Regions from separate parts of the Mus musculus genome. Here all the other regions are linked to region 2. The links are chromatin contacts, called in public HiChIP or PLAC-seq and promoter capture Hi-C maps. All regions are on one chromosome and are shown on one strand. The core of a region is the stretch at or near the end of the contact, and the rest is flanking DNA. Distances in the headings are between cores, read along the strand shown. Region 1 has its middle 6.6 kb from the start of Gm32328. Region 2 holds the start of Hoxa4 (homeobox A4). Region 3 overlaps Gm46959 (a long non-coding RNA gene).

Evidence for each region. Promoter capture Hi-C pulls out the DNA fragments that hold promoters and counts their contacts. HiChIP or PLAC-seq counts read pairs in DNA pulled down with a chosen protein or histone mark.
Region 1: a promoter capture Hi-C map of epiblast stem cells shows a contact between it and region 2, with 16 times the contacts expected there. The contact joins the enhancer-like site here to the promoter of Hoxa4 in region 2. A contact is called at or near these places in 10 of 39 promoter capture datasets (cranial neural crest, embryonic stem cells, epiblast stem cells and 6 more), 9 of 484 Hi-C or Micro-C datasets (Kupffer cells, bone marrow-derived macrophages, cardiomyocytes and 5 more), 20 of 115 datasets of contacts at active chromatin or transcription factors (bone marrow-derived macrophages, craniofacial prominence, differentiating embryonic stem cells and 13 more) and 1 of 9 other capture datasets (pancreatic islet).
Region 3: an H3K4me3 HiChIP or PLAC-seq map of embryonic forebrain shows a contact between it and region 2, with 5 times the contacts expected there. The contact joins the enhancer-like site here to the promoter of Hoxa4 in region 2. A contact is called at or near these places in 2 of 39 promoter capture datasets (cranial neural crest and hippocampal neurons), 2 of 115 datasets of contacts at active chromatin or transcription factors (differentiating embryonic stem cells and embryonic forebrain) and 1 of 9 other capture datasets (embryonic stem cells).

Annotation. Positions count from the first base shown.
Region 1 is chr6:51,171,305-51,174,866 of GRCm38.p6, forward strand. No RefSeq gene overlaps it. Among named protein-coding and RNA genes, the nearest start is that of Gm32328, 6.6 kb to the left of the region's middle. Within about 2 kb of position 2,132, at least 182 of the 459 cell types and tissues checked have an H3K27ac peak or open chromatin away from gene starts, as enhancers often do. A contact at or near this core is called in Kupffer cells, bone marrow-derived macrophages, craniofacial prominence and 7 more, where this site is marked.
Region 2 is chr6:52,189,765-52,193,510 of GRCm38.p6, forward strand. It overlaps Hoxa4 (homeobox A4), which reads right to left and starts at 1,939. Exons shown (of 2, transcript NM_008265.4): 1 at 1,414-1,939; 2 at 1-924. The coding sequence starts at 1,924. The coding sequence ends at 578. The region is part of intron 2 of Hoxa3 (homeobox A3); the gene reads right to left. It overlaps LOC115490409 (a long non-coding RNA gene), which reads left to right. Exons shown (of 2, transcript NR_168044.1): 2 at 2,761-3,296.
Region 3 is chr6:51,004,406-51,008,462 of GRCm38.p6, forward strand. The region is part of intron 2 of Gm46959 (a long non-coding RNA gene); the gene reads left to right. Among named protein-coding and RNA genes, the nearest start is that of Gm46959, 4.9 kb to the left of the region's middle. Within about 2 kb of position 1,971, at least 37 of the 459 cell types and tissues checked have an H3K27ac peak or open chromatin away from gene starts, as enhancers often do. A contact at or near this core is called in embryonic forebrain, where this site is marked.

The DNA.
Region 1 (3,562 bases), core at 882-3,381, 1.0 Mb before region 2:
TCGTTTCAAAAATTAATTCAGCTATATATCTACCTAATAAAATAAGGACTTTCAATGAAACAAAAATAAGCAGCTATCAAAGCCTTGGTTATTAATTTTAGGTTTGCTGCTTAAAATATCAATAAGTAGTCAAACGAATAATAAAACTCCTAAAATTAAGCTAACAATTTTTTGTTACAAATGATCATTGTCAAATTAAAAATGAATATGACATTTATAAATAAATGTATTTACAAAATACTGCTTTCAGTACATAGGCAAGCTAAAAGCTTGGCTTCGTAAGAAAAAACACAGAAAAGAGAATCTAAAACAACATTTTTTACTTTATCAATAATGACACGCTTAGATCATCCTCTCCTCCGTATTTATTTACCGTGCATTCACAGACTGGAATGCTTTTGTTTGCACATTTCTCCTCACATAAACACTTTTTTTTTAACGGAAAAAAAATCTGTAGGGCCTGTGAAGAAGTCATGGACAGTTTTAAATTTAGAAATTCGTAAAGCCAAACACTTAGATTCTCGACTAGATCTTCCAGGAATATTGTAATTTAAAACATGCCCAGCTTCACAAGGCGTTTATTATTGCCCTAAAATACGTGCAGGAAGGAATCCGCGGCCGGCCGGAGTGAGGAAACAATCCGGGCCTCTCGCTTCCAGACGCTGGAATTTGGATGCAAGCGGGCAGCGGCCCAGCGGCTGCAGCTGCAGACACCGGCCCTCGCCTCTCAAGAATTTTGTAGCAGGCGTTAACAGGCATCTACACAAACCGGGTTTGATCCTTCTGTATAAAGCCGGTCCTGGAATGATTTCCAAATTTTCCACTCAGTAGTGAGCGGACTTGTCCTTCCGCGGTTTTGTCTTTTTGTTTGTACGTATGTTTGGGGATGGGGCGGGTAGTTTTGTTTGTTTATTTGTTTGTTTGGTTTTTTTTCTGTCACTATTCTTTAGTGGCTGCACTTTTCTAATTTTCTTCCTTTACGTATTTTTTTCCTCTTTATTTATTTTTTTTCCTTCCACCCAAGCACTCTTACAGTGTGTCTTTTTCTCGGGCCTCTTCGATTACAAGCCGCTTAGAGAGCTGTGGCAGATGTGTTTGTGAGAAGCCACACAGGGCTGGAGTGATGCTGGCTATTAGTGGAGTGCCTAGGACTACGATACCTGGGACATTGAGGGCTTGAATTGTGTGCTTTTCCGGAAATGCACGAATAACACGGCTATAAAAATAAACTTCTGGCGATTTTAAGTGGATTCCTAGAGGAAAGCAAGCCTCCTATTTCTCTTTACTCCCTACCAACAGTTAGCCTGGTGAAGACCGTCCTCAGTGAATCCCTTCCAGGCCCTCCTAGAGGATCTGTGGAGGACCGGGCACAACAATCTGACTCAGCGGGAAATGCCTGCAGCTAGGACTGCACCCCACCAGTGTCAGCACCCACCACCTCGCCATAGGTCTCTTTCACCTTAGCTCTCTTCCTTCTCCTTACACCTCATTTCTTTCTTTCTCTCCCCCCCTTCCTTTCTCTCTCTCTCTCTCTCTCTCTCTCTTTCTCTCTCCATCCCTCTCCCTCTTTCTTTTTTCTATGTGTCTCTGTCTCTGTGTGTCTCTGTCTCTGTGTGTCTCTGACTGGCTCACTCATCCACGCACGCGCACTTGTTTCCCCCTGGCTGTCAATCACACCCGCACACCCTAGAACGCTTGCGCACTGGAAAAATCCAGCCTCCCACCAACCCCACGCCCTTTCTACTCGTCACCCTGCCATATTGACCAATAAGAGCATGGATCTGGGGGCGGACTTCGAGAAATAAACCAATGAGAGAGCGATTGGAAGCTAAGGCTCAAGAGAAGTAAATCCTTCGTGGTCCGCATTGAGTCGCTTGGGCGATGATTTATGCGCCCCTTTTATTATTTGTAACACTTTGGGAAGTTATTAAGAGGAAGATCTACTGCTTCCTCTTTTGGGGGTGGAACTGGATAGTAATATTTGTCACTGGCGGGTTTTAGGGTAGAGTGGTGCGAGGTGGAAGGCCGTCGGAGACTGGTTTGTTTTGTGGGTACTGTTTTTCATTACACGACAGATTACCCTTTTCATTACAAGCTGTAGACAGGGCCAACTTCGAAGGTCTTCTTGGCTGAATGATCTTGGATTACTCAGAGAGCTGAAACCTGATGCCTTTTGACTTGCCTGTCTATACCCCCGGCACTAGAAGGAGCCATTTGGGGAAGATGTTGCAACCTCTAGTTGCAAGAGAAAGTAAACAGACTCCCCTCACTCAGGTCCCCTCCCGAGCACCGAGCAAATCTCCTTGTGCTTTTCCCGCCTGGATGCTCATTAAGTCTTAGTTGACTCTGAGGCGGATGCAATAAAACATGGATGGTTTCAGAACCCCAAACAAACCGAGTTTCTGTTTTACTCTCAGCCGGACCACACCCCCTGCCTCTCCACTCTCCCCCCACCCCCACCCCCCCAAGGAAATTGCATTTTCAACTAGCGCCTCCGGGAAAGAACTGCGGGAGACGATTCCGCTCGGAAGCTTGAATGTCGGGGAGGGGGGAATAAAGAGCAGCGTGGAAAGAGCACCCCACAGTCCCGGGCCCTGGAAGACTGGAGAGCTAAGAGGACCATCCAGGAATCCGCACTACCCGGAGGTGTGATGAGCTAAGCGAAGTTAGCACTCGCCCAGAGATGAAGGCCAAGCACCTCAACCTAGCCCTCTTCCCGGGAAGGCCAGCCTCCCTGGGGGACTAGGCTAAGGGCTTTGGATGGGAAGAAAGTGCCAAAGAAAAGAAGAGTTACAGATTTGCTACCTCTGATCTCCCAAACAGAAAGTGGATGTTCAAACGTTAAACACTATTCCCGGAGGACAGGGATGGGGGAGGGGTCTTTCTGTTTCTAGACCACTGACAGGAACTCGGTAGCTAGTGTCAAAAGATTTCTATTTGAAATTAAGAAAAACAATGCAAAAGGGCTTGTTAGGGCATAGGCGAGGGGAGAAGAGACAACCGGAGTAGGAGGAGAGCGATGGAAGGAACAGGAACTGTTTGATCCTGGGAGTGGACGGGAGGAAAACAAAACAACGCACTTCAAAGCTCGGGGCCTAATCCTCCTCAGGTTAATTTCTGCTTCCTAAAACGTTGATAAGCACCATAAATCACTCGACCAACCCCCACCTCGCTGATCTTGCCCGGAGGGTACTCTCCCCCTGGTCTGCCCCCAGGGGCTCGATGAGTCTCCTGTGCTCAGACCTGGGCCTCCAGGGTGGGAGACATTCCTGGGTTTTGGGCTGCGGGATGAGTGCACGGGAATCAGCAGACAGAAAGGTGCTGGAAGAGGTGCGGGCCTGACCTTGGAGGAAGTGGAGTGCAGATGCATTCTGTCTGACCCTGGGGGTTGTCTGTCTGGCGCGCTGTTTGAAGGAGGTTACAGCTTGTTTAAAGATTTGCAAAACTGAGGAGCCGCAAAGATTAGAAATGCCAGCCTGAGATTTATCAAATGACTTCCGGTAGCAGAGCCGGGTTTAAACCCAGGCGGGCTTGCGTCTCCTGATGGCGAATTCTGGACCTG
Region 2 (3,746 bases), core at 689-3,188:
TCTAAATGCATTTCCCTCTCCCCAACGCTGTGCCCCAGTATAAGACAACAATATCTCTCTAACAGTATCTTAAATAAATGCAAGGAGAGGAAACTACATGCCACACCTACCATCAAGGTCTACACACTTTGAAAATTAAATAATCTGGTGAGGTCCACAAAGTCTACTCAGTAAAGCTCATGTGAGCTGCCTTAACGCAGAAGAGGAAGGAAGGTTAGAAAGCTGGGAAGCTGGGAACCGGCCTGCTTCTTCTGCATACAAGTACATGTCCCCAGTCAGCACGTGCTGTCTGGCTGACTCAAAGGTAGTCGATGGCCAGTGCTTTCTTACAGGTGTCCAATCCTGGCAAAGTTGTCCAGGTCAGCAGGTTGTTCCACTAAGCAGTAACGAGGACGAGGACAGACGTCCTCTTGGAGGGGTCACACCAACCAGGGATAATGTCTTCTTTTTGGTTATGGTTTCCAGCAAGTTGGATTTTGTTTTGGTGTCTCGGGTTTACTTAGGGAAGAGCAGATGAGGACAGGAGCAGGAGATGAGTAGGGCACATAAGTGAGAGAAACTGATCCAGGTCTCTAGATTATATGGAGGAGGGAATGGGTGTGGAAGCACCAGGGAGAGGGTGGGGATGGGGGTGTGGGCTGTGAGTTTGTGCTTTCCCAGGCGGGCCGGCAGGGGCCGAGGCAGTGTTGGAAGATCGCATCTTGGTGTTGGGAAGTTTGTGGTCTTTCTTCCACTTCATTCTCCGGTTCTGAAACCAGATCTTGACCTGGCGCTCCGACAAGCAGAGCGTGTGGGCGATCTCGATGCGGCGCCGCCGGGTCAGGTAGCGGTTAAAGTGGAATTCCTTCTCCAGTTCCAAGACTTGCTGCCGGGTATAGGCGGTTCGAGAGCGCTTAGGTTCGCCTCCGTTATAACTGGAGTTGACTGAACACCAGAACCCCGAAAGAGAAGGCCAAAGAGGAAGAAGTAGAAGAGGAGGAGGGGAGGAGAGAGGAGATAGGGTGGGGAAGAGCAATCGGACATCATCATTATATAATAACCTGACACCAAGTTCACACAAGATACATAAAAAGGCAAAGAAAATGTTTCACAGGCTATTGACAACGGGAAACACCCGAGAGCCATAAAGAATGGTGCTGGGCTTTGGGGCTGAAGAAAAGCTTCAAAGACACATGGCCGGGAGCCTCTGCCAGGGCAATTAAATTTATGGGGGCTATAATTACTGCCCTAACAGTTTGGCGTCTCGTAAATCTCAGGATAAAGGGACCCTGGGTACAAAAGGGTTCTCACGTTAGGACCAGGCTGCGGGCGGCGCGCACACACCCACAGCCAAAGCGCCGGCCAGATGGGGGTCCCCTCCCGCGCCCTGCCCCGCGCCCCCACGCCCGCTGCCCTCCCGGCGGCGCCACATACCGGCGCTCACGTGGATCTTCTTCATCCAGGGGTACACCACCGGCTCCTTGCCCTTCGGGCCCGCCGGGCCCTGGTCCGCCAGCAGCAGCGGGCACGCGGGGGCGCTGCCCCCCGTCGCGACAGCCGGGGTGGTGGGGCCGGGAGCGCAGTGCCGAGGGGGCGCGGGGGGCTGCGGGGCCGGGCTGGGGTGCGCGCCGGGGGCCGGGGACTGCTCGGGTCGCGCGGGGCTGGCCCCGCGGCAGGCGTAGGGACAGGCGGCGGCGGGCGCGGGGTACAGGCCCCCGGGGTAGCTGGGCTCGCGCGCCCGCGGCGCGTAGTAAGCGGGGGGCTGGCGGGCCGCGTGCGGGTTCGGGGCCGGCAGGTGCGGGGCGCTCTGGGGCCGCGGGTAGCCGGGACCCCCGCCCACGGCGCCGTCCCCACCGCCCGGGCCACCGTGCGGGGCGAACTCCTCGAAAGGAGGGAACTTGGGCTCGATGTAGTTGGAGTTTATCAAAAACGAGCTCATGGTCATTAATTTGTGAAGTGCAAAAATACTAATTTTTCTCGCGGTGTCGTTTTTCTGCGCTCGCCGAGGCCCCTCCCCCTCTCGCCGCGCTTCCCATCCCCCCCCCCCCCCCCCCCCGGCCCCGGCGCCCGCCCCTCCCCCCGCTGTCAAACGACTGCCCCTCCCCCTCCCGCCGTCGCCGCCGCCGAAGTCCGCGCCGCTCCTCCCCCGCCCGCGCGCGCTCCCCGTGGCCCTGCGCGCCCCGCCCCCGCGCCCCACGTGCTGCGATCCGGCCAATGGGAAATCCGCGCGCGCGGACCCGGATCAGGAAACGCGCGGGGGATGCGTGATGGATGCTGCTAGCCTTCAGGGTGGGAGAAGCGAGCTTGGGTTCCTCGGGCCCCCCAACTTGGGTTCCGGCTGAGAAGTTGGGGCCTGTTAGACTGCGGGTCCTTTCGAGCCCTGTTCCTGCCCACGTCTGTCCTAGGCCTCTGGGCAGCTGGTCGCCACGACTCAGCGCCGATCTCCAGTCCAACCAGGCTTCGGGTGGTCCTCCGAGGGTTCGAGGCCCTCCAGGAGAGGGAAGGGCACTGGGACCAAGAGGCAGACCCTGGCTTTTTATCCTAGCTCTGGAATAAAACGAAGGAGGCCTACGGACCCATTTTTCTCGCCCTTTGATTCTTTGTCCACGCCCTACACATCCACCCGGCTGTTAGGGAGTCCCTGCTTTGCGAAGCCAGGGCTGGAGCTGCACAGGGAGGATGGGTAGAAGGGCCGCTGAACAAGCGGGTCAAGGAAGTACAGCAAGCGAGGGCGATCCACTAAAACCTCGTGGATACTTATTTTTACTTTTTTTCTTTCAGACGCAGAATTTGTACATTATTTTTTCATTTAAAGACTTGGAACCTTCCTATATTGCAGTTGATGGAGGTGCTGAGGAGAGCTAAATGTGCCTCCTTTATTAGGCGCTATTGTGAGACCTCCACCCCAGAGTGGGAAGAGAGACGACGCCTGCACAAAACCCGGCTTCGAATCCAGTAACTTCGCGTTTCAGAACAATCACCAAACAAAAACAAGTTTGAGATACAATAAGACCCTGCCTGGTCTAATTGTCAATCGGTCTTTTCTAACTTTTCCCTCCCTTCTCCTTTTGGATGCTGTTTCCTCGTGCAGGATCTAAACCAAGGGCTATATTTACAGACCAGCCCGCGATTGCTGAAAAATTAGCATTTTAACGATATCAGTAGCTCTGGAAAGGAGAGAGAAGGGACTGTTGCCTGCCATTTGGTAATTGAAATTTGATGGGTAAACTAATTATGCCATTATTATTAACAAATAAATTACTTATTAATTCCACCTAATGTTGATCTTTGAAGTAAATACTGATGCCTCACTCGTACCTGGAATTGTGCTCTTTCTTTCTTCTGAATAGCAGACACGCCTAGATCCTTTGCATGATGGTAAAGCAGTGCAAACTATCACCGCCATTCTAAAAAATAACTCTCCTCTGGGTATGCAAAGCAGTTTCCGTTGGTGCACCTTGCTGATTTTTCAGAGAGCAGGATAGAACAACGGCCTTCTCAAACGCAGACCAGGAAAGTTATAACCCAAGCCTAGAGACACTTCAGAAAGAACATCCATTCTATCTTCATTCATATCTGTTACTCACTTGAGCTACTAAATACTGGGATATATCCTATTTGATAGATAGTCATTTAATGCTTAGACACATGAAGACTATTATTGAGACTAATCTTTAAAGTAATTTAGGGAAAGAGGTTAAAAAAAGGATCATGTTAGTTTCTTATTGAAATCATCCTGAAGTAGTACAAAGAGATTTTCCACACTG
Region 3 (4,057 bases), core at 721-3,220, 1.2 Mb before region 2:
CCTAGCACAAAAGCCCTGAAATAATACCCAACTCTCTCATGGAGCTGTTCTTTGTTTGATAACAGTGAACAAAAGCTCAGGCAACACTGAAAATGTTTTACTGACCTTCTAAGTCAAGGTCATGTAGCACGAGAGTAACCCTGACAGTTCTTAGACTGAGATGCCTACAGTTGCAAGCAAAACCTTTTGAAAAGTTTTTTTTTTTTGATCAATTTGGGTCAAGCTTGAGTACTTTCATAAATAACAAAATAATCTGAATTCCTTATTCAAATGGACGTTTAAGAGTTAAAAATGAGAGGAAAAGCATGATTTTGCCTTAAAATAAGAGAGAGTGGGATGACTTGGACATTTGCATATTGCTAGAAAATGACATTGTTCAAGATGGTCCCTTTTACCCACAAAAAATGTACAATATACACCCATCACTTTGTGGCCCCTTCTTCCTTTTCTCCATGTGTTTGGAAGTCTGAACTTTTAACTATAAAGTTCAAAACTCTGTTGTTTCCAACCTCTTGAGTCTAAAAATAAACTGAGCAAGAAGGCTTAGCTCATCTCTTTGGATCAGTTTGTGATTGTTAGTTCCATGCATTGTGCTGATAAATTATCGCCTCACCATAACTTGGCCTAAGAAATATTTATAAAATACCATAGGGCCCATCTGTCATCCAGCCATTTCCTGGGTGGCTGCTATTCCCAGTGACAAGGAAACACCTGAGCAAACCCAGAGACTTCAAGCCGAGTGAACTGAAAGCCACAGGCTTCAGATCGGTTAGATTTGGTCCAATGGTTCACTGTTAATGCAGTTTAGTATGTGTCCTTCTCATTCCTCCATGTAGGTAGCAAAAAGAAAGCGAGGACACATTGTCATCTGGTAACATAGTTTATGCTGAAAGAGTTTGGACAAATACATACACATGTAATTGAATAATATATGAGTGTGACCACTGCCCCAAAAGAGATTCCTTGTAACCCTGGATCCTGAACACAGACTTTATTTCAATAGCTCACAGAAAAGAATGTACGTTGAGTTCACAGGTAGGCTGTGAGCAGTTTAGAAGTTGATCTGGAGGGCTATAGGTTTTGCTTTGTTTTGTTTTGTTTTGTTTTGTTTTAAGCTTTGAAGTCTTTCAAATATTGGGCAGATATTGTACAAATGAGCCCCCAAGTTCCACAGTTGGCAATTCCACACTTGCATGAAGCAGTTTTGCTTGAATTAGTACCTGGAAACACTACAACAATTCTGGTGTTTACAGGCTCCACTCAAGCAAAGCAGCAGCCGCCACATTCAAGAGGGATTAGCAATCAAAAATTGCAAGCCTCCCATTGCCACACAAGCTGGCCCGTTCATTTTGTACAGATCATAAAATCCAAAACACGGCCCAGACCCCTGTCCAGAAATTGTTCACATCCTAATTTTAAAAATAGCTTTTATACTCGATGGTTCTCTTTTCAATAAAACAACGATTTGTTTATAGCTACAGTTTAATTAAGAGCCTTCTCTAGGAGGAAGACCTGCAAACCAGGGGCCTTTTTTTTCTTTTCCTTTCCTTCTCCCCCCCCCCCCCCCCGCACCTCCTCCCAACTCAGCGTTGTTTGTTTACTGACTTAATTTTCCCTGAAGTAAAAATACACTTTGAAATGTAACATGTCATTATGTAATTTGTAGTAACAAAGTGCAGGCATAACAACAGCACATGGGGTGGCTCTGCTCACGGCCTCCAGGTTGGCCACCCCCTCCCCATCTGATTAACAGCCTGTATAAACACACAGCCAACCAGAACCCTGGCCAGGACACACTTTGGTCAGCCATAAAACTGCCAGCCAAGCATGGACATGAGGGCTTTCGTCAGAAATCTTAATTTGGGGCAAATGATCAAAACCGAGACAACATGGCCCCAACCAGGACTGGAAAGGGCTAACCTTTTGTTTTCATTAATCCTTCTCCAATACCCAACCCGGGAGCGATGACATCACTGCTGAAGCTGAGCCGCTCAATAAGATGTCCCTGAAACACAGAGCTTCAGTGGCGACACCATCACATAGACTCTTAACGCTCTGAAGGAAAGGCAAGGAGAGAAAAAGGAAGGGTGTCTAGTGAAGGGGAAATCCCACAGTGTCAGAGTTGTTTGAAAAGACCCTATTTTGACATGCCGAGGAGGGATTCTCTCTGTGTGCGAGGAAATCGAAAAGGCCTTCAGACCGCAGAAATAAATGGAGCTTGCACAAAGAACTGTTTTGTTGGCTTCTGCCCGTTATTTTCATTGCTCTTAGGGAAAAAATTAATCCCTTCACATGATGGGAAATTCAAAATGTGATGTAAATCAAGTATTTAGTAGGAAGCAGTTAATTTTATTTAGTCTTTAAAAGAAAGAAAGGAGGAAAGAAAAAAAAATAAGCTCACAAGATGGCAAATTTGTTTTCTCTGGAGCCAGCCAATATTTTAGGACTCACTTCTTGACACATAATAACGGTCTGAGGGCCTGGCCTGAGGTGTGGCACCTACACATATGTACAATGTAGCAAGCATATCCTCCTCTTGGGACTACACACCACCACAGGCTTCCTATTTTTTAGAATAATATGCTGGAGCTAATGAAGCTGATGAAACCAGACATACCAAACAGCCACTGGCCTGGCCTGCCTCCCTGAGAGTTCCATCGTCCTGGAACTGTTGGCTTCATGGCAGTCCCTCACAGGTCTTCCATGGCTCCAGGCTAGCTCCTTGATTTTCAAGTTTTGCCCTGTTTGAAAGAGAAAGGCTGCTGGCTGTTTCTGCCTGCCACTCCCCTGCACCCACCCCCACACCCCCAGTACCTATAGTATATCTAAATGTGCTCACAGACATTTATTTTTGTGTTATAAGAACCTCATGCCTTATTGTATGTGGCTTTGCCTAAACCGTGCAAGACTGTACAGTCACACTGAGATATGCCTTTGGTTTGGTTTCTCAGGCTCTACACAAAATGCATACCAAATGTTAGGCTGTGGTTCTGCCTATTGCCACATTTCTTTTTACAGATAAAGGACTAATGTAGAAAGGATCACAGTAATTTGCCCACAAACAGCTGAAGTTCACCCCAAAATAACCTTATGCATGAGCAAGGCCCTTCCCTCTTGGGTACCTTTCTGCCCTTGTCTCAAAGTCTTAGGACCAGTGCTCAGGTAGAATGGGACTACTCCATGGTGACTGTACTTATGAGGTGCCCTGGGACCATCAGGAGGATGTCGGCCAGGGTATGAAAGCTATGGGTCCTTCAAACACTCAGTCACCACACATACCTCCAAAGTTCTGTTTTCCTACTTCAGTGCCCATGGCCACACCACTGAAAAAATGGCACCTCCTTCCTCAGTAACAAAGAACGTTCATGAGCGACGGGTGATATGGAAGTGCAGAAAGCAGAGCTAGTGAAGGCTTGTGCAGACCTGTGTTGTGACATGGGCCCAACCTCTTGAGGACTCCAAGACCAATAGGCCCCCAGTGATCTGGCAAAGCTATTCCCCATGCCAGCTAGATTCAAGAGGGAGCTTTCTTCAGGAATCTGAGTCTGTGTGTTAATGGATCATTGTGTGCAGACTAACAAAGGCAGCTTCCTCCTCAGGGCTGTTTATAGCCTAAGACTGTTCCTCACAGGCACCTGCCACCAAGACTACCCTACCCCTCTCCCTGTGCAGCACCAAATAAACACACTGAGGTTCCAGACTGTGGTGGTGGAAGTTAGAGCACCCCACTGTATCCCAGCTTCACTGTACATGAGTCTGTGTGTCTTTCCTGTCTTCGTCCCTCTACTATCCCTAGCAAAGGTTCTGGGCTCCAAGCCTTGGACTCCATGGGCTCTCTTATTCATCATGGATGGGGGAGGCCATTATCTACTGATTCAGGTTTCTCTGCTCAAACTTTTAAAAGGAATTTTAGATGACATTTCTTATTAGGTTTACAAAATAGTAGGTTTCCATGAGGCTTTTCCATAGACACTTACTATTGGCTAACTCTTCTGATCCCCCAACTACTATCCCTTGCTGCTCTGCTGCTACCATATTGGTATCCACCTCCCTTAAG